Linked DNA regions of Zea mays: regions 2, 3, 4 and 5 are each linked to region 1. A link is a contact called in public Hi-C data. All regions are on one chromosome and are shown on one strand. The core of a region is the stretch at or near the end of the contact, and the rest is flanking DNA. Distances in the headings are between cores, read along the strand shown. Region 1 holds the start of LOC103627755 (TPR repeat-containing thioredoxin TTL4). Region 2 holds the start of LOC100274100. Region 3 holds the start of LOC100281793. Region 4 has its middle 8.7 kb from the start of LOC100191418. Region 5 holds the start of LOC100384404.

Region 1 (3,480 bases), core at 296-2,795:
AGGTCATAAAATTCAAAAAAATTATTTTTAGCAACTTCAGTGCAACAATGCTAATATTGTGTTTTTCTAGTCATGCTAAAATCAGATTCCCCTGTTCAATGTTGTAGCAGCATTAAATATCGATAACTGCAACTGGCGTATATGTATAATGAACAGGTAAAAAACAGGCACCATGCATGCAGTGTCACCGCACAACTGGTGACGAAGAGTTGAAGCAGAATTGGACGAGCAGTGACACGACGGAGGGGCAAGGCAATGGATGGCAGAAATCTGTAGACTGTGCCTCTCTCTGATCTGAAAATCGGCGAGATGTACGCGGTACCTGAGGTACAAGCCGGCAAGCCGGTGGTGCGCGCGATCGTACGAAGGATCGATCCGGACGGCCTCCTTGCAGTCGGCGACGGCCTCGATGAGGCGTCCGAGCGCGGCGAGCGCGGCCGCCTTGTTGCTCCAGTACGCCGGGCGGCTGGCGTCCATGATGATGGCCTGGTCGTAGAGCGCCACCGCCTCCGCGTAGTGCCCCTGGCGGTACTCCTCGTTGCCCATCTCCTTGAGCTTCTCGGGGTCCGTGCGGTGCGACAGCGCCCGGCACAGCTGGCCCCCCGCTGCAGGTGCCGGCCGGGGCTCCCTGACGATGTTCCCCATGCCGGAGGACGCGTACCCGTGGGGCGCCTTCCGCTCGTTCGCCGCCCTGCCGCCCGCGTTCAGGTTGCCGAGGTTGCGGTGCAGCATCATGTTGCCCGAGGTGGCGCGCACCAGCTGCGCGGTGCCCTTGACCCTCTGGTGGTCGAGGATCATCCTGTCCAGCTCCGCGGCCATGCCGCTGTACTCCGCCGCCGGCTCCGCGGCGGGCGCTGCCTTGGCGGCCGGCCTGCTCCTGCCGTTCTGCGCCGCCGCCGGCACGGGCATGGCGCTGGGGCGGCGCGCGAGGGAGGAGTCGCGGTGCGCGGCGGGCTTCTGGTTCGGCGGCGCCGCGGCCTCGGCCTCGGCCTCGGCCCCGTTGATCCTGTGGAGGGAGGTCATGGACGCGGAGCGGCGGCGGCGGAACATGCCGTTGTAGATGCCGAACAGGGCGCAGCCGGTCGGCGGGTCGCGCGGCTCCGTCATGGCGACCATGACCGTGGCGACGTTCGCGGCCGCGCGGCCCCGGCCCGCGGAGTGCTGCGTGGGGGCGGGGGGAAGGCAGGGGACGATGTGGGGGGCAGTGCCAAAGATGGAGAGGCAGCCAGGTGGTGTGCTGGGCGTTTGGTCCTGGTTGACAACCAACGAGGCAACGCAACGACGACGGGCTCCGGACATGGGGTGGGAATGTGGGGAGCACGGGGATTTTTAAAGTTCTCAGTTTCTTCTCCTATTATTTTCAGTTTTTTTTTTTGGCTATGCATGACTGCATCCATCTTTTTTGTTCGGGAGATGTGTATATAGTCATTGACAGAAGGACGATCACGCGTTCGTTAACGCACTCACGGTGTGAATGGCTTGGTTAGGTCAAACGTCCAGATTTTGGTAGTTATGGTGGCATCTGGTTTATTAGTTTGGACTGTGTTTACAACGTTGTACGTGTTTTGTGTTTAAATGGAGACGCCCACTCAACATGGGAGTTGGTTTGTAGCAAAAACAAAGCACTAGCTAGACAAAGCTGCGCAAAAGCAAACTAAGCACATACAGAGAATAATAATAAGAGGGCTAGAGTACGTACGTGTGAGCAATGAGCATGCACCATTTGACCAAGGATGAGGCGTGTTCATGAGCCACACCTGCTCTAGGCGGCTATGGAGGCCCCAAAGGAATAAACGGATGTTCAGAAGATTTTGTGTTTTTTTTTTTCTGTCTATCTCTCGTTTAAGTTTCCTTGTTGCGAGTCTATGGGCTATGGCGAATCAATTAGGGTCACTCCCTTTTCTTTATTTCTTTTTAAAAAAAAATAAAGTGTAGCCGGGCAACCACATTCTTCCCTATTAATCAGGCCGGCTCATCAGTCATTCCCACGATCAAATCGTAAAGTAATATTTTGAAAAACAGCTGGTGACTGACACTGTAGCGGGCTACTGTATTCCCGTGTACTCGTTACTACCCATTAGGCCGGCCCCTCATTAGGATTTGCTCGCTATCACCCCAGCTCATCAGCGTAATGTGATGTTTTCCTGCTGGATGCATGGCTGCCGCCTGCCTGGAACCCCCAGCTTTGCTTGCACGTATGATTCCATTGACGCGCGCGTGCTGCTGAAATCCCCGGCGGCTGGAAGCGGAAGGTTTACTGGCCCCGACTCGCTGTAGGGCATGCAGTTCTGGTGGAGTACCCCTCCATTATTCTCCACTGTTCATGTACCAACCAACCCGACCGGCAACTCCCGAAAACGTGTTGGTGGTGCTGAACGTGCAAAACACGTGCGTCATCCTCCGCCTCAGGCCCGACCCCGAGTTGGCACAGCGTCGTCTGCCGGCCGGTCTCCCCGTCATTTTTATTGGTCGCGACTCGGCGACAAACACGGTGCCACGCAGCTGTGCGCTCTCGTCTCTCGTCAACCCCTTTGCCTGCTTTAGTTTTCCGATTCAGGCCCGCAACAACGCACGTCTAAATTCTGCTAATTATAGAGTGATGGATGACACGCATGTAATCAATCCAAAAAAAAAGTATGGTTACAATTGTGATATTGGGGTGGACTGGTAATGGCAGCATAACTAGGTCAACTCGACGTCATTACAATTGTGATTGCATAGTATGGTTAACAAGGTTTGAGTAGCAATGGATGTTTTGTACAGTGACGAGACTGGCCAGTGGCTTCCCGACCGCTCCCATATCCCCTACCCTATCTCATCCACTATTTTAAACTTCACTTTGTAAACAGTATTATCTATAGTGCAAATCCTTCATTTTCCACGATCCACTTAAGACATCCTAAGGTAGAAGCTGTGCAACAGACATGAGCAGGGTTATATTGGTTTAGGGTGAAAAAAGCAACTATGAATTTATAAAAGGAAATAAAAATACTAAAAAGTTAAATTCATAAGAGGGTCAAGGAAATGAATAGGAGTAATTTGTAGGACACTTGACATTAGTATTCACGCCGGGGCCTGCGGCCGACAAACTGGACTGCGGTGGTGCATGTTGCATTGCTGCTACGGTGGGCTGGATGGAACTGGATGGCTCAACCCCAGACAGGCCGTCCCATAATTTTTTCGGGCTATGTATATAAGCGAGCCGATAGGATTGTGTGCTGGGCTGTGTATATAAGCGACCCGATAGGAGGTAGAAAAAATAAGTTAGTTCAATGGATGGTACAAAGCTAAATTGGTAGTAGCGTCATCTATGCCTTCGTAGAATCCTGAAACAATCGGATCATTGGGCTTAACCATTTTTACGCTGCCTACATATGACGGAAGTTTATATATCGATCGCTCTTTTACCTTCTCCATTTACATTGTGTATAATCTTATTATGTGTTTTTGTCTTTCTAGCTTAGTTATTAGACTAGTAGA
Region 2 (3,480 bases), core at 688-3,187, 160 kb before region 1:
GACCGTGGGGTTTTGGGCCCAATTAGGCTTACCCTTTTTCTTTTCTTTTATTATTTCTGTTTTGCGTTTCTTTCTCAATTTCAAATTTTAGTATTTGAATTCAAATTTGTTGGTGCGTTTAACACACAGATTAAATGCACAAATAAAATTACCAGCATGAAGAGATATATTTATATTTTTATAGTATGTATCCTTTTCCTATTTAGGGAGTTTATCCATGTAACTTTGTGATATATGTATGTGTTAAATAAAAGAAGAAATTCATCAGCATTAAATATTCTAACACCTTTATTCACTTGTAATTTGAGTATTACACCACCGCTCCACGCTACATCTCACTCGACGCAACGATGTGACTCGTTTCCGGCGGTTGGCGAGCTTGGTGAACCATTAAACCCTGACTCCCATGTGATCTTTTTGCCCCCCCCCCCTATCCCCACCATGAATTCTCGTCATGCGTCCGCCACTTGCCGGGTCTGTGCCACGGCTGGACATATATAATACTAGGACTGGGCGTTCGGGTTTACCCGAAATTTCGGGTCGGGTTTTTTGGGTTTTTTATATTTCGGGTTTCCAACAGTCGAACCCGTACTCGTACCCGAACTTTCGGGTACCCGCAATTTCGGGTACCCGCAATTTCGGGTTTGGGTTTGGGTAAAATTCGGGTACCCGCAATATTTTGTTTAGTTGTCATTTTTTGGATAGCTATTGAGACCACTGCATTGCAAAGAAGTACTGCTCTGTCTGTATCTAGAAGAGAAGTAAAAGCTAGTCAGTGACAAACCTGATGACGATCCATACCAAATTAGCGAGGCTTTTGAATAATCTGAAGTCAGTGCATGTGTCCATGCGAACAAATAAGCCTAACCTTTGCTCTTTTCATTTACCTGGGAGTTGGGAGACTGCGTGTGCTGGCCGCCTGGGACTAGGACCATGCGCGGTGCCGCTGCCTGCGCGTGCGCTAGCCGCCTGCGAGGAGGACTGGTCGGCCGCCTGGGAGGCTACGCCGCTGTGTGAGGACGCCGCTCGCCGCTGCGCGTGTGCGCGACTGCGCGCTGCGCGGTGTCGCGGGCCCGCGGTGCGCGTGACTGGGAAGACTGGCGGACCGGCGGTGCAGCTGCCTGGGAATGGGGGCCTGGGAGGGAGGATTAGCCCGCCGTCTGGGACTCGAGAACGCCGCCAGCCGCCTGGGAAGCGTGTGGGAGACTGGGAGTCTGTCTAATTTCGGGTAGAATGGGTAGTTCGGGTACCGCGGATGAATACCCGATTAGGCCCAAACTTACTTCGGGTATTTAGTTTTGTTACCCGTTGGAGCTGTTCGGGTAACGGGTCTCGGGCTAAACGGGTACGGGTTCGGGTAATTTGGGTAACGGGCTTCGGGCTCGGGTTTTATGCCCAGTCCTATATAATACCAACTAACAACATCTGTCCTCTGTTAGATTTTTAGTATCTTAACCTCGTAATCTTAGCCACTAGAACAAATGGAACATAGATGTATGATGTACATGTTCAATATTGGGAGAAATCAGGTCTTATTAGGTTTGGGTGGGTGGAGAGGTAAGATGAATGTTAGTTCACGTGCTTGTCTTTATTTTACATGGTGTAAACAGAGAGATCGTAACAACACGACCAAGTCTGAATAAGATCATACCAACATCTTCTTCCATCACTCGATGCAATTTATGCTAGAACAGACACGACGAATCATGCTTATCACTACTGACGTTGCTGCTAATATCACTGAACGCAGGCCGACAGTGGCAGAGCAAGGTACCCTAGCAGCAACGTGAGCAAAGCAAGCACCCCTGAATTGGAGGCAAGCAAAGGCATTTCCATTTGAAGGCGGAACAACACAAATCCCTCGGCGCCACTCGTTTTGACAACCCCCCGCATTTACCCCCACCACTCCACGTTTCGCTCTGGCTTTGCCGGGGGAAAAGAAAACAACCGCCCCGCCCCCGCCCCTACGAGCACGACGGCCTCCGGATGAGGGTCCTGCCGCGTCTTTTACCGTCAGCTGGATGTCAAATCACAACGCGCCCTGTGACATCCCCAAGCCGGCCTCCGTCGACGAGTTCCTCGCCAAGAATGGCAAGAAGAAGAAGGTATGTAGTTTCCCTAGCTCTAGCTGCATGCGTGTGGCTGATGAGCTGAGCTGAGGTTCGTTTGCTCTCCGGCCAGTCCTTCATGTCGGGCCTCTTCCGCAAGAAAGGGAGGGGCGCGGACAAGAAGCTGCTCTCGCGGCGGGACATCGTCTTCGGTGAGTGAGTGCGTGCGTGCGTGCGTGCCGGCGGATCCTCGCGGGCAGGTCGTTCCAGCTCGTCGGCCGGCGGTTGCATTGCTGACGTTCTCCTCTGCAGATTTGGAAGGCAGAAGCGGCGACAGGATGGACCTCTTGGAGACGTCCGCCGCTGTCCGCAAGAGCTTCTCAGGTAGCGCCACGTTGGCTGTTGGATCGATCTGAGAACGTGCGCGCATGATGTGATATGACTCGTTGGGCTCTGTGTTTCAGATCGGCACTGCACGACGCGGATCGAGAACCTGACGCTGAGCTGCCTGGATTCTCCCAGGAGACCCAATGTCGATACCCGGGAGTACCGGTAACAGCAACTTCAGGAAGCAGCAGATCGTTTCCGAGTCGATCGGACGGTGTGTGACGATCTTGCAGGGTGTTTGTAGGCACATGGAACGTGGGAGGGAAGCCTCCTGACAGCAGCGTTAACCTCCAAGAGTTTCTGCAGATCGAAGGCTTGCCCGATATATATGTCTTGGGGTACAGATTATTATTCCCAGTTCCGCCAACTTTTTATGCATCAGTGCATCGTTACGTTTCCCGTAGAACCATGATCAGCAGCATATACTAATGCATTTGCTTGGGCGTCGTTCGCAAAGGTTTCAGGAGATCGTGCCTCTGAACGCGGGCAACGTGCTGGTCGTGGAGGACAACGAGCCGGCGGGCAAGTGGATGGACCTCATCTACCAGGCCCTGAACAGGCCGCCGCCCCACCAGGACGGCCAGTCCTCCGGCGACGAGCTCTCGCCGCCGCCGTCCACCTCCTCCTCCCACTACCGGAGCCGGCCGCAAGGTGCCGCCCGCGACCCCAGCAACGCCGCCGCCATCCCCAAGACCTCCAGCGGCGGCATGCTCTGCGCGCAGAAGCCGCCGCCGCCGCTCAAGATGGTCAGCAAGTGCTACCGCGTCGACAACGCGCTGGTGAAGACGTGCACCTGCATGTCCGACCCGTCCACCATGCAGCTCCGGGCACGTGAGATGCGCGAGTTCCTCTGCCGCGTCGAGGCCGCCGCCGCCTCGCCGGGCCGCGGCGCCGGCGCCGACGACGACGCGCTGGCCTCCATCGAAGGCGGCGACCAGAGGGGCGGCGGCGGCATGAACTACTGCCTCGTCGCGAGGAAGCAGATGGTCGGGATCTTCCTGTCGGTGTGGGTGCGCCGGGAGCTGGTGCAGTACGTCGGCCACCT
Region 3 (3,480 bases), core at 270-2,769, 150 kb after region 1:
CTTTTTTTTTAAAAAAAAATGGGTTATGTAAATGACGACAATGGGACACGATAACGAGTTGGTGGAAGGCGGGATTTCTTTTCCAAGTGGAATTGCAGAAGAGATGGCTGTTCTAAAGGAGATGCAATGCAACGTGCCAGCTTCTTGGACGCGTGATGCAGTAGATGCTCATAGAGTCATAGGCGTTTGTTACTCTGTGCCTAATACGATCGAGGAGTTAATCGGATACATGATTCAGTCATAAGATCAATTAATATATGTATGCTATGGTAATAAGGGGTTATTCCTCGCTCGTCCAACGGATCAACATGCAACCTACATAGATCAAAGACTAAGCTAAGCTATCAACGATTCTTCCAGCCATCTATGTACTTTTACATGATAATCAGAGCCATAACGAGTTCATCACCATCTGCCTCCGTGAATCCTGTCCGTAGTCTATCAATCATCAAGAAGCTAACAAAGCCCAACTATACGCTTTGGCATGCGCAGGTTAGGACCCGCGCTATTCACAGAACAAAGCTGCTCAGCTTTCTTTACATGTGTCACCAAGGCGCCACTAACCAAAATCACCCAGAAAGGGCGCTGATAGAAAAGGGTTCAATGTAGATAATCTGGACTTTCTGTAGTATGAAGATTGCAAAGGCAGAGATCAACGAGTGGCGAGCCATATCTCCGTTCGTCGCTATCAAAAGACATGTTGATTCAAGTTTACTCCTTCAAAACCGCAGCCGAAGCCTGGACAAAGATCCAAGGCGCATTTGCCTCGAAAACAAGAGGAAGAAACTTCAATGTACGGTTGGCTCTAACAAATACTAAAAAATAGAATCTATTTGTTCGGCCTCTAAAAAAACTGAAAATTCGGTAGAGTACATTTTCACATGCCACGGTGACAATTATCTCCGACTAGTTTCTGTTATTTGCGCTGTGAAGGAGCTGGTCACAGTCAGCGAGCTGTTCGATCAGCTTCTGAATTTTAAGATCCATGTCGGCCTCTTCTGCGACTGCACCTCTATTTGCGTTGCGTCCTTTGGTGTAGCCACATCCACGATTGATTTTATCCAAACCTGCTGGTGGGGGGAATTCGATCGGCTTGTTGTGTATGACCTTGCGGCACATGCGCTACCTTCACAACGTAGTTTGAAGAACATTGCGAAAAGGTATCTTTTTTCACATCAACTTTCCTTCACATCTGCAGGACCACAAGAAGAGATATTTCAGCCAAGCGTGTGTGGTAATGTACATGAGTACTAGTTTGTTTTGCCAACGTCGGTCGGGGTGTAGCGAAATCGCCCCCATCACTCGTTCCTATATTGCTGGGCCAGGAAATCCAACTCGGCCCAAGAAAAGTCCACCGGAACAAACCGCTCGTTTGACCGTCTCCCTCGACTTGTGAAACAAGTCAAAATACTGCCTCCGTCGCCCAGAAAAACATTCCTCCAAGTCACTGACACTGGGCCCCCACAGAAAAGAAGCACCTCCCGCAAGAAACGCGCAAAAATCCAGAGAACCAAAAGTTGAAGCGGAACTGCAGTTCTGTCTGAGTCCTGATCCTGACTCCCGAGGCTCTCCTCCAAAACCCCCTCCTTAAACCCTAGCTTCCGTACGCCTCCGCGCTCCCCCATGGCCTCCTCGTCGCAATCGGGCGGCGCCGGAGGCGGCGGGACGGTTGCTTCCAATCCCCGCGTCTGGATTGTCGCGAGCATCGCCGTCGCGGGCGTCCTCGTCCTCGCGGAGGTCGCGCGCCGCCGCCGCCGGTGGCTGCGGGGCATGTCCGGCACGGCACCCGACGCTGGATCCTTCTGCGACCGCTTTGAGCTTCACCCTCCGGCGCAGCCGCCTCCTCCCGCGGCTCGCCACATTCTCTCGGGTCTGACCTTCGCCGCTAGTGACAAGTGAGTCCTGGAAGCTTCCTGCTCTTGTCTGTCTGTCTGTCCTGTGCGATATTGAGTTGCCATCCATGTATTTGTCGCGTTTCAGCTTCGAGATCGAGGGCTACGTAGCCGGGTTTGGGAACCCAGACTGGAAGAAAACTCATGAGACGGCGAGGCACACTGCTGTGGCTGTCACAATGCTGCGGAAACAGGGGGCCACCTGCGTTGGAAGGACAATCATGGATGAACTAGGCTTTGGGTTTGTTTCTTTTGTTGTTTCAAATTGATTCTTTTGAAAATTGACATGGTACTTATGTGAATTATTGGCATCATCAATAGTCACTTGATTTTATACAGCTCCAGGATGTTAGCTTAATGATGCATATAAGTAGGCATAATAGGAAAGGTCAAAATGGTCACTGTAAACACGAAATATATCTCTGCAATCCAGTTTTTTCATGCAATCATATGATCTACATTGCTTGGACATGGAAAATATTACAACAATACGATTTTCACATTGAAATGGCGTGTCCAAAAAGTGCCTTCTGGAGTAATTGTGTTTTCCTTCTAAGTTCTACATATTCTAATATGACCAGACCTTAAATCTTAACAAAACGTGGTTATTTGCGCAAGCATCAATAATAAAATAATATTTTTGTTGGCAAAACCCCCCCTTTACTATTTACATGCTTATCATAAATTCATTTACCATGTTTTCAGTGTCACTGGAGAAAATTTGCACCATGGAACACCAGCCAACCCTGTTTCTTCTTCACTCGTCCCTGGTGGATCATGCAGTGGCTCTGCTGTGGCAGTTGCTGCACAACTTATTGACTTTGCAATTGGTATTTCAGAAAGATTTCTACCATCTACTGATTATAAACCCCCGCTTGTCCATGTAAATGGAACATTTTTTATTATGTTTCTGCTGCATCATGAAGATGATGCTGTCTGCGTGTAATAGTGTCTTGTTTTACTTTACCTTTCCTAATATTACTATACAGGTGTTTCTTCTACACAGTTAGGTTTAGTATTTCACTTTTGCAATTTTATTTCTGAATGTTCATACAATATGTTTCTTTTTGGGAATGAAGTGAAATGAAATGTTTAGTCTCGCGCTAGGATTTGTAGATGACTAACAGTTATCTGTTTGTGGGACATTATATAGCCATTTAAAGGCAGTGGCTAAAATTACAATATTAATTAATTTTTAACGTTGCTAGTTTTGTCAGGTTTGAATGAATGTCACAGTGACACAACATTTTGTCGGTACAGTATATGATCCTGAATAGTTGGTTATGCCCTTGAGTTTGTTGTCAATGAGTCTTCTCTGAAAGTTTCCCTTCTTTCTAATGGTAAATCATCAAGACCATATGTTGGAGAAGTCATTCCACCATGTCTACTACTGTAATACATTTTCACTTCTCTTTTACGATGCACTACATTGTAATACAAAGTTCAACCCATACTCATAGACAAATCCTTGATCCGAGCTGAGCTCAGTTCTTATCTCTTGCTCTTCCGCTTCCCCATGTTCTGTTTCCTATTCCTGACCTGTTAACCTCTGAAATTCTTGTAGGCACTGATACAATTGGTGATGTAA
Region 4 (3,480 bases), core at 480-2,979, 140 kb before region 1:
CGATGGCCTGGGATTGGGAACTGGAGTTGTGTCAGGGCGGGGAGTGAAAAGAAAAAAAACGCCTTGCATAGCGGGCTTTGTGTTGCCCGCCCATTTAGCAGCCCATCTAAACAGTGGTTCCTTGGGCTTGCTTGTACACATGGGCTTGTTTCTTTCCAACAACCTATCGTTATTTCGGGCATGGAGCAAGCGACTCTGGAGTTACTTGGAAAACAACACGTCGGTCAGGCATCGTCACGTAACGTAACGATGGTCGATCCAGCTGGTACCTTTCCTGCGATGAATGGAGTGTAAAGTGGCGGTTGTTTCCTGTCTGGAGAAGAGAGAAATTCGTGCAAGGAAGGAGAAGTTGACTTCTTGCAAACATAGCGTCATTCATCGAGGCGTGATAACCTTTTTTCTCTCTCTCTTTCTGAGATGCTTTGGCGTATAAGTTGCATAGGCAGCTTCGGAATTCGGATGAACCTCCAAAGCCTCCAGAGTGCAGCGCTCGCCCTTTTATTTCATTTGCCACGCTCAGATGCATGCAGCAGTATCATCTGATCTGATATGCACCCATCCAATTCCTTGAGGAAAAACATGTCCTTTCTTTCTTGAGATCCTCAGCCTGGGGAATCGCTAGCAACAGCAAGCTCGAGTCTGAAATCACTAGACACAAGGCAGCTCTAATTTGTACTACTAAACGTCAGTGTGCAGTTACTGTTGTTAAACCGACAGAAACCGCGTGCGCCCTAGGTGGTTTCCAGCTGCGCGAAAGACGAAAAATTACTAAGGCCTTGTTCGTTTGTGTCGGATTGCATCCGGAATCGTTCCACCTAATCAAAGTTTATATAAATTAGGGAAGCAATCCGGTTTGGAATCGTTCCGACCCACCAATCCGGTAGAAACGAACAAGGCCTAAATTAGCTTGTCGGACAGTGTGCAGTGGGCAGTTTGCGGTGTCGCTAATCCGACGCAAAGCTGACATGTATCGGACGCAAACCCACGATGCAAGCTGTAATGTAATGTAACCTAGCGCCCGATATATTGGAGAAGCCGATGCATGATTGATCTGTAAAGCTTCGCCGTCTCGCAGCCACAACTCGATGCAGCAGCTTGCTTAACGCCGTCGCAAACCGCGAGGCCAAGCGGGCGCCACCGGTGAGCACACCTAAATGGCGAGCAAGCAGCTGCTGCGGTTCTTTGGACGTGGACACGTGGTGCTGTAGTAAATAAACAATGTGATCCTGAGAAGTGCACGACGCGTTCTGGTCTCGGGTCTCCTCCTCCTGAACCTGCTGAAGGCCGCAGCGAGAGACACGAGCGCGCACAGTGGGTGGGTGGGCGGGCGAGCAGGCGCACATGTGCGCACGCCGCGGATGTATCTCCTCAGGATTCGATTGGTTGGTGCCCGGCGGTCCGGCACTGTTCTCATCTCCCAGTGAAGTGAAGCCTCCTAGAGCGGCACGAGCACGAGCACGACGCCGGGGAGGGGTTCTGGTCCCTGGAACGAGATTCGAACGGCAGGCAGACAGGAGTGCATGGCCACACCACACACGCGCGGTTGTGGTGTGGTTTGGTGTGGTGTGCGACGGATGAGGTCGGTGGCCATAGTGGCGCGCTCTTTATGCTCTGGAGGACGGACGGACGGACGGCCATGGCGCAGAAGCCGCGTTCCAGGACTTCCCGCCCGGTCACGGGAGGCACCCAGTCAAAGATGAGGTAGGTGCGCTGCGCTCGGATGGCTGGCGAGTAGCGACACAGTAGTCAGCACAGCTGCCGCATGCCCTGCCGGTGCCGGATGTGTCAGGCTCAGGCGAGTGCCTGATCGGAATCTCACGCGTGGAATCGCTCGCTCCATTTCGGAGACGGCCTCAGCTCGGCGACAACGATGAGACAGACAGGAGTGTACTACCAGATTAGCGTCCGGGAGGAAGTGCGTGGTTTTGCTAGCTGCTCACATCAGGTTGAACAGAAGAAAAGCTGCTTTATTTGATTGCGTCGGCGATCACGGGCAGCAGCGTCCACATCATTCGGCATCGAGCGCGTGAGTGGTCTGTGCCTGTGCGGATCGCTCCCTTGGAGTACACGGGACGGGAGTTGCTGCTGCCTGCGCTTTTCGACTCGCAATGGCTAAACTACCACTCCTCTTCACCCGATTACATGGTCAAAGAGAGCACAAGATTAACACGCACGCGCAACGTCGTGTCTGTGTAATAAAAAAGCGAGCGAACGATGGCCGACAGAACTTGTGCGTGCGTGTGTGAAAAGCTAGAACCCTGTTGAGATATGCTTGGCATGTCTGCCGATACGAGGTCGTCGGGCGCTGCGGCGCGTGCAGGAGAAAGGAAGGAGGACTGGAATCCACACACACCTGCCGCCCACCCATCCAGCTGCTTGATGCACTCTTGTTCTTGTAGCAGAGGCTGCCGCCAGTGTTTCGCTGGCCTCTCAAAGGATTTGAATACCAGCTGATGCCACCATCATATGCCAGGCTGGGAGCTCCGGCGACCACCCATTTCTAAACTGCACAGCTCATCCGGAATTAACAACCATATCTAACGACTGGGGGGGCGTCGTCTGATCGAGGTTAACCTGGCTGTGGGACCCATGAGACGATGATGGAGTGCCTATCCTATTCGAGAGTCTTAGATCAGCACCGCGCCTAGATTATAAACCAAGGGACGATGGATATCTTTGGATAGTGAGCTTGATAGCGGCTACCGTTAGCTTCTGTTGTCTGTTCATGCTACTTGTATAATGAGAAATTTGTCTACGACAACATCAGCAAACGATGGTTTTTATATATGCATCGTATTCCACTGGTTCATTTATAGTCATTGCAAATTCTTAGCGCTAGTTTGGTCTCCATGTAGATTGGATGTAGATTGGAGGGGATAGCAAACTAATTTCCTACTCAATCATCTCCAATGGCCATGAAGAATAATGGATACTACAAACTAGCCCTTAGTTCTGTGAGCAAACACTCCGCCTCAATTAGTTTTTTTTTCTTCTAATATTAAAGAAGAGACCACCTCAAATAAAAAAATAAAATAATTCTAATTAAAATAATTAGACTCAAGCCAACAATCATCCTAGTCACTAGACCTGTCATCCGCGGTAACACCCGACGTACTACTAGCGTGGCTATAGTACCCTAATGGAGTAAGGATGTGCCAAGCTACGCGACAACACCCGATCTCTACTCGCTTTGCCCGATTCAATGACCCGTGCAATGCAACGGGTCCTTCTCTCGCCTTAGCCTATAAAAGAAAGGGAATGGCCATGGTTAAGGATGGAAGAAATAATACACACTCACGACCAGCACAAGTCCTACATAGAGCACTTGTAATCGTACGAGCACTCACTCATCAGAGACTTGTGAACTCCCACTCTCAATTGTTTGTAACCCCTCTATTGTAGACCCCCGTACTGAGTAACATGAAAGCTCAACTAGCACACCATCTGCTCCGAGACATGTAGAGCATGAGTATTATTATT
Region 5 (3,480 bases), core at 545-3,044, 140 kb after region 1:
AAAAAAGAACGGAGTGAGTATGATTTCTGAGTTTTGTGTCATCTAAATTCCTTTGTCCTAACTTCTAAAATATGTGCGTGCACAACTCTTCAACTAATGTGTGTTTATTTAGACGATCACCATACACATGCATTTATATACCATTTGATGCTAACAATCATATGACATAACACCACATTGACATTATATATTGTTTAGGATTTATTGAAAACTTTAGTGGGGTTCCAGGGGACAACTAGGGTCTTGCAAAAAAAAAGTATGGAGGATCCAAACCTTCAAAATTTATAGTGTCGTATATTTACAAGTGTTTGGTATATAGTGTATGCATAGGAGCCACACATTTTCACTCAAAAAAGGAAAAAAAACAGCATGCGGAAACTACACCTCTGAACTGAGACCCACACCAGAATATGGCACAAAAAACAGATGTAAGAAGGGAAGAAAACTAGAACTGAAAAAAAAAACCAAACTATAGAGTAACACAAACACACTCACTCCAGGCCAGAATTCATACAAACTCGCACATGAACTGTTCATCAAACAACTCGGGCCAACTTGGGAACTGAATGCTGCTACCGTCACAGCTTGAGGCACCGCAAGCATCACCCAGGTTGGAAATGGGGAAGTCGGCGAGCGGCGGAAGGGAATTTTCTGACAGCAGCATTTTAGGGGTTCCATTCTCCCCCTCGACGCTACTCTTTGGAGTGAAGTCTGACTGCTGGTTGGCCTCGTTGCTGGTGGGCTGTTCAAAGAAAGAGCTAGGGATCTGGATGTCAGACAGTTGACCAGCTACCATGTCTTGGCCACTGATACTCTCCAGGAAACTTGGAGAAGGCAACGTAGACAAGGAAGACATCTGTGGAGGACTCAGGAGGCCAAGGTCACTGGGGATGGTGTTCATGCTGCTGGAGCTGGGAGTGGTGGTGATGGATGCTGCAGACTGGAGCAGGTTCTGGAGGCACTGGAGCTTCGCAGCCTGGACCGCCTCAACCTGTATCCTGGCAGCGTGGTCATCCCACGGCCGCTGCTCCACAAGCTGGCGGAGGTTCGCAAGAGCAATGAGTTGAGGCAGAGCAGCAAAGAAGTCGGTTCTCGGCCGGTGCGTCATCGGGTCGAAGCCCATCTGGATGAGCTTCTTCTTCAGGTGCGTGTTCCAGAAATTCTTGATCTCGTTATCAGTCCGCCCAGGGAGGTGCTTTGCGATAGCTGACCATCTGGTTTGACCATGACAACAGTTGACACTGGATTAGCATAGCATGCACTACGTACAAGTCAAAAATACGAGTTATTGAAGTTAGAGTGAAACAAACTAGCTAGTTAGTTGATGGCTTGATGCCAGGCATGCATGCATGAGATTTTACTAAGAAGCTAGCTAGTGGATGGTGGGTGGCAGGCAGGCATCTGTAAGAGGGGTGTAGTGCAGCAGTACTTGTTGCCAAGGACGGAGTGAAGCTGGAGGATGGTCTGTTCTTCCTCCTGGGTGAACTTCCCTCTCTTGATGTCTGGCCTCAAGTAGTTGGTCCATCTCAGCCTGCAGCTCTTGCCACACCTGTTGAGCCCTGCAATAACAACTAGATCGATGAGCTACATTTTCGCATGGAAGCGATCGACCTCTTTTACATCGTCACACCGAGACCGAGAGAAATGGAGAGGTTTGTTCCCGGCAGTCACGTACCGGCAAGCCTAGGCAGCGCCCTCCAGCTCCCATGGCCGTTCTTCTGGATGTACTCCATGAGCTTCTGGTCTTCTTCAGGGGTCCAGGGGCCCTTCTTGAGGCCATTCTCATCGCAGCAAGGTGACCTTCCCATTGATGGATGAGATGGGGGGCAGGGGTAGGGGTGGTGCAGGTGGGAAGGAGGGAGACAACCTGCCTGCAGCCTCCCTTGGCCCTTGGAGCTTCCTGTCCCTTGGGTGGCTGGTCACCAGAACACAGCTTCCGCTATATAAAGACTTGGAAATCCCTGTTTCCTGAACCCAGGTTATACATAGTTTATACGAGTGTAAATGACTAATATGCCCCTTGATCATTTCAGTGTGCCGGCGTTCACGTCCGTCATAAAAGGGGGCAGGGGTCTTAGTAGTGTCCACTGCCCCCCACGCTAAAGTATATAGGGGTCCCCTGGTCCTTTATTGTTGACTTGTCTAGTTGTCTTGGATGTGCTTTGCTAGGCTGCTAGGCACAGTGCTACTTGGCCAAGCAACTCAGAGCCACTGCACGTTGAGATATGGTCACCTCTATTTTCTTTTAGCATTATATTAGTAGTATATATGTTGTTTTCATCATTTGTGTGTGATGTGTTTACTCATAGTATTGCTATTAAATAGTTCAGCTCAGCATGTCTTAATTAGAGATATATCTGAGTCTGCTGACAGACGTTTTGCTGGTGGGGCTGTAGGCTGTTGCTCCATCTCCAAAGTCCAAACAAAATGAGCGAGCACACAGGTTCTGGAAGCGCTCTATTACTATATATTCCATATAAAAATGTGTCTATTCAAACAACTCTTTGCGCATATAAATGAGAGTCTTAGACTGTCCAAGTATTAGATGGTTCTCGTTTTGAAAACTAGCCATTGCATGTTGTTGTTTTTTGGATCAGCTTGGTACTTGGTAGCACACCTAAAGTACAGTATCATCTGCCAAGCATGCCAACATGTATATTCCTGGATGACACCATACAAGTAGTCTCATGTAATATAGTATAAGCCACCTATGCATGCATGCATACAATGTATCTCGCCCAGCAGATAATAACCCAAGAAAAACATTTTGGAAGTACATACCAAGATGAATTGAAAGAGTCTGTCACAGCTGGAATTGCGTGTGCAGAAATTTGACCTCAGTGTCTTGTTCCTGAACCCCCAAAAGTAAATGCCTCGATTAGGTGGAATACTATTCTCTGATCGCGGCATTTCGTGGTTAGCTAGCAGTTCAATTATCATTAGTAGGGACTGGACCGGATATCGGAGCATCTGAACATCGTTCTAGAAGATTGGAACCATGTTCAGATGAAAGAATTGATGGGTGCAGTGCAGAGTGCAGACGATACGAGTGTGAGCACACAATTAAGTTTGCATGGGAGAACAAAAGTCAAACCCGACATCAGGCTTTTTTGGTTCAGGGATAATGATCCTTGTGTGGTCGCCTGTTGATTTTTTTTGCCTGTTTGTGCAACTGATACTTGGTACGAATGAATCTAATATCTCGCAGCATCCTGAGGGAGTAAATATATACTCCCTCCGTTTCTTTTTATTTGTCGCTGGATAGTGCAAAATTACACTATCCAGCGACAAATAAAAAGAGACGGAGGGAGTATCACCTAGTATAATATATAGTACTCCCTCCGAAATTTTTTATTCGAATTTTTTTATTTGACGTTTGTTAGTGTAAAGTTATACTGTTGAGTGTCCAAAAAAAAAGAAATATAGGTAGTATTTTGTAGTGGCCGGAGGGAGTATTATATATCAAGCTAGTATTAAAAA

The links. Hi-C and Micro-C count contacts between places; a contact is called where the count stands out from the background.
Region 2: a contact with region 1 is called in a Hi-C map of ear, with 4 times the contacts expected there. The contact joins the promoter of LOC100274100 here to the promoter of LOC103627755 in region 1. A contact is called at or near these places in 4 of 25 Hi-C or Micro-C datasets (ear, endosperm, leaf and 1 more).
Region 3: a contact with region 1 is called in a Hi-C map of bundle sheath, with 2.1 times the contacts expected there. The contact joins the promoter of LOC100281793 here to the promoter of LOC103627755 in region 1. A contact is called at or near these places in 4 of 25 Hi-C or Micro-C datasets (bundle sheath, ear and root tip).
Region 4: a Hi-C map of bundle sheath shows a contact between it and region 1, with 1.4 times the contacts expected there. The contact joins the enhancer-like site here to the promoter of LOC103627755 in region 1. A contact is called at or near these places in 4 of 25 Hi-C or Micro-C datasets (bundle sheath, endosperm and leaf).
Region 5: a contact with region 1 is called in a Hi-C map of ear, with 2.2 times the contacts expected there. The contact joins the promoter of LOC100384404 here to the promoter of LOC103627755 in region 1. A contact is called at or near these places in 5 of 25 Hi-C or Micro-C datasets (bundle sheath, ear, root tip and 1 more).

Annotation. Positions count from the first base shown.
Region 1 is chr5:216,549,052-216,552,531 of Zm-B73-REFERENCE-NAM-5.0, forward strand. LOC103627755 (TPR repeat-containing thioredoxin TTL4) reads right to left here and starts at 1,546. Exons shown (of 6, transcript XM_035959318.1): 1 at 318-1,546. The coding sequence starts at 1,299.
Region 2 is chr5:216,389,915-216,393,394 of Zm-B73-REFERENCE-NAM-5.0, forward strand. LOC100274100 reads left to right here and starts at 1,938. Exons shown (of 10, transcript NM_001148479.1): 1 at 1,938-2,105; 2 at 2,182-2,260; 3 at 2,361-2,432; 4 at 2,513-2,600; 5 at 2,669-2,773; 6 at 2,893-3,480. The coding sequence starts at 2,022.
Region 3 is chr5:216,702,352-216,705,831 of Zm-B73-REFERENCE-NAM-5.0, forward strand. LOC100281793 reads left to right here and starts at 1,520. Exons shown (of 13, transcript NM_001366179.1): 1 at 1,520-1,895; 2 at 1,981-2,133; 3 at 2,598-2,722; 4 at 3,457-3,480. The coding sequence starts at 1,624.
Region 4 is chr5:216,408,487-216,411,966 of Zm-B73-REFERENCE-NAM-5.0, forward strand. No RefSeq gene overlaps it. Among protein-coding and RNA genes, the nearest start is that of LOC100191418, 8.7 kb to the left of the region's middle. Within about 2 kb of position 1,730, at least 20 of the 20 cell types and tissues checked have an H3K27ac peak or open chromatin away from gene starts, as enhancers often do. A contact at or near this core is called in bundle sheath, endosperm and leaf, where this site is marked.
Region 5 is chr5:216,685,288-216,688,767 of Zm-B73-REFERENCE-NAM-5.0, forward strand. It overlaps LOC100384404, which reads right to left and starts at 1,795. Exons shown (of 3, transcript NM_001176946.1): 1 at 1,676-1,795; 2 at 1,430-1,559; 3 at 253-1,214. The coding sequence starts at 1,733. The coding sequence ends at 509.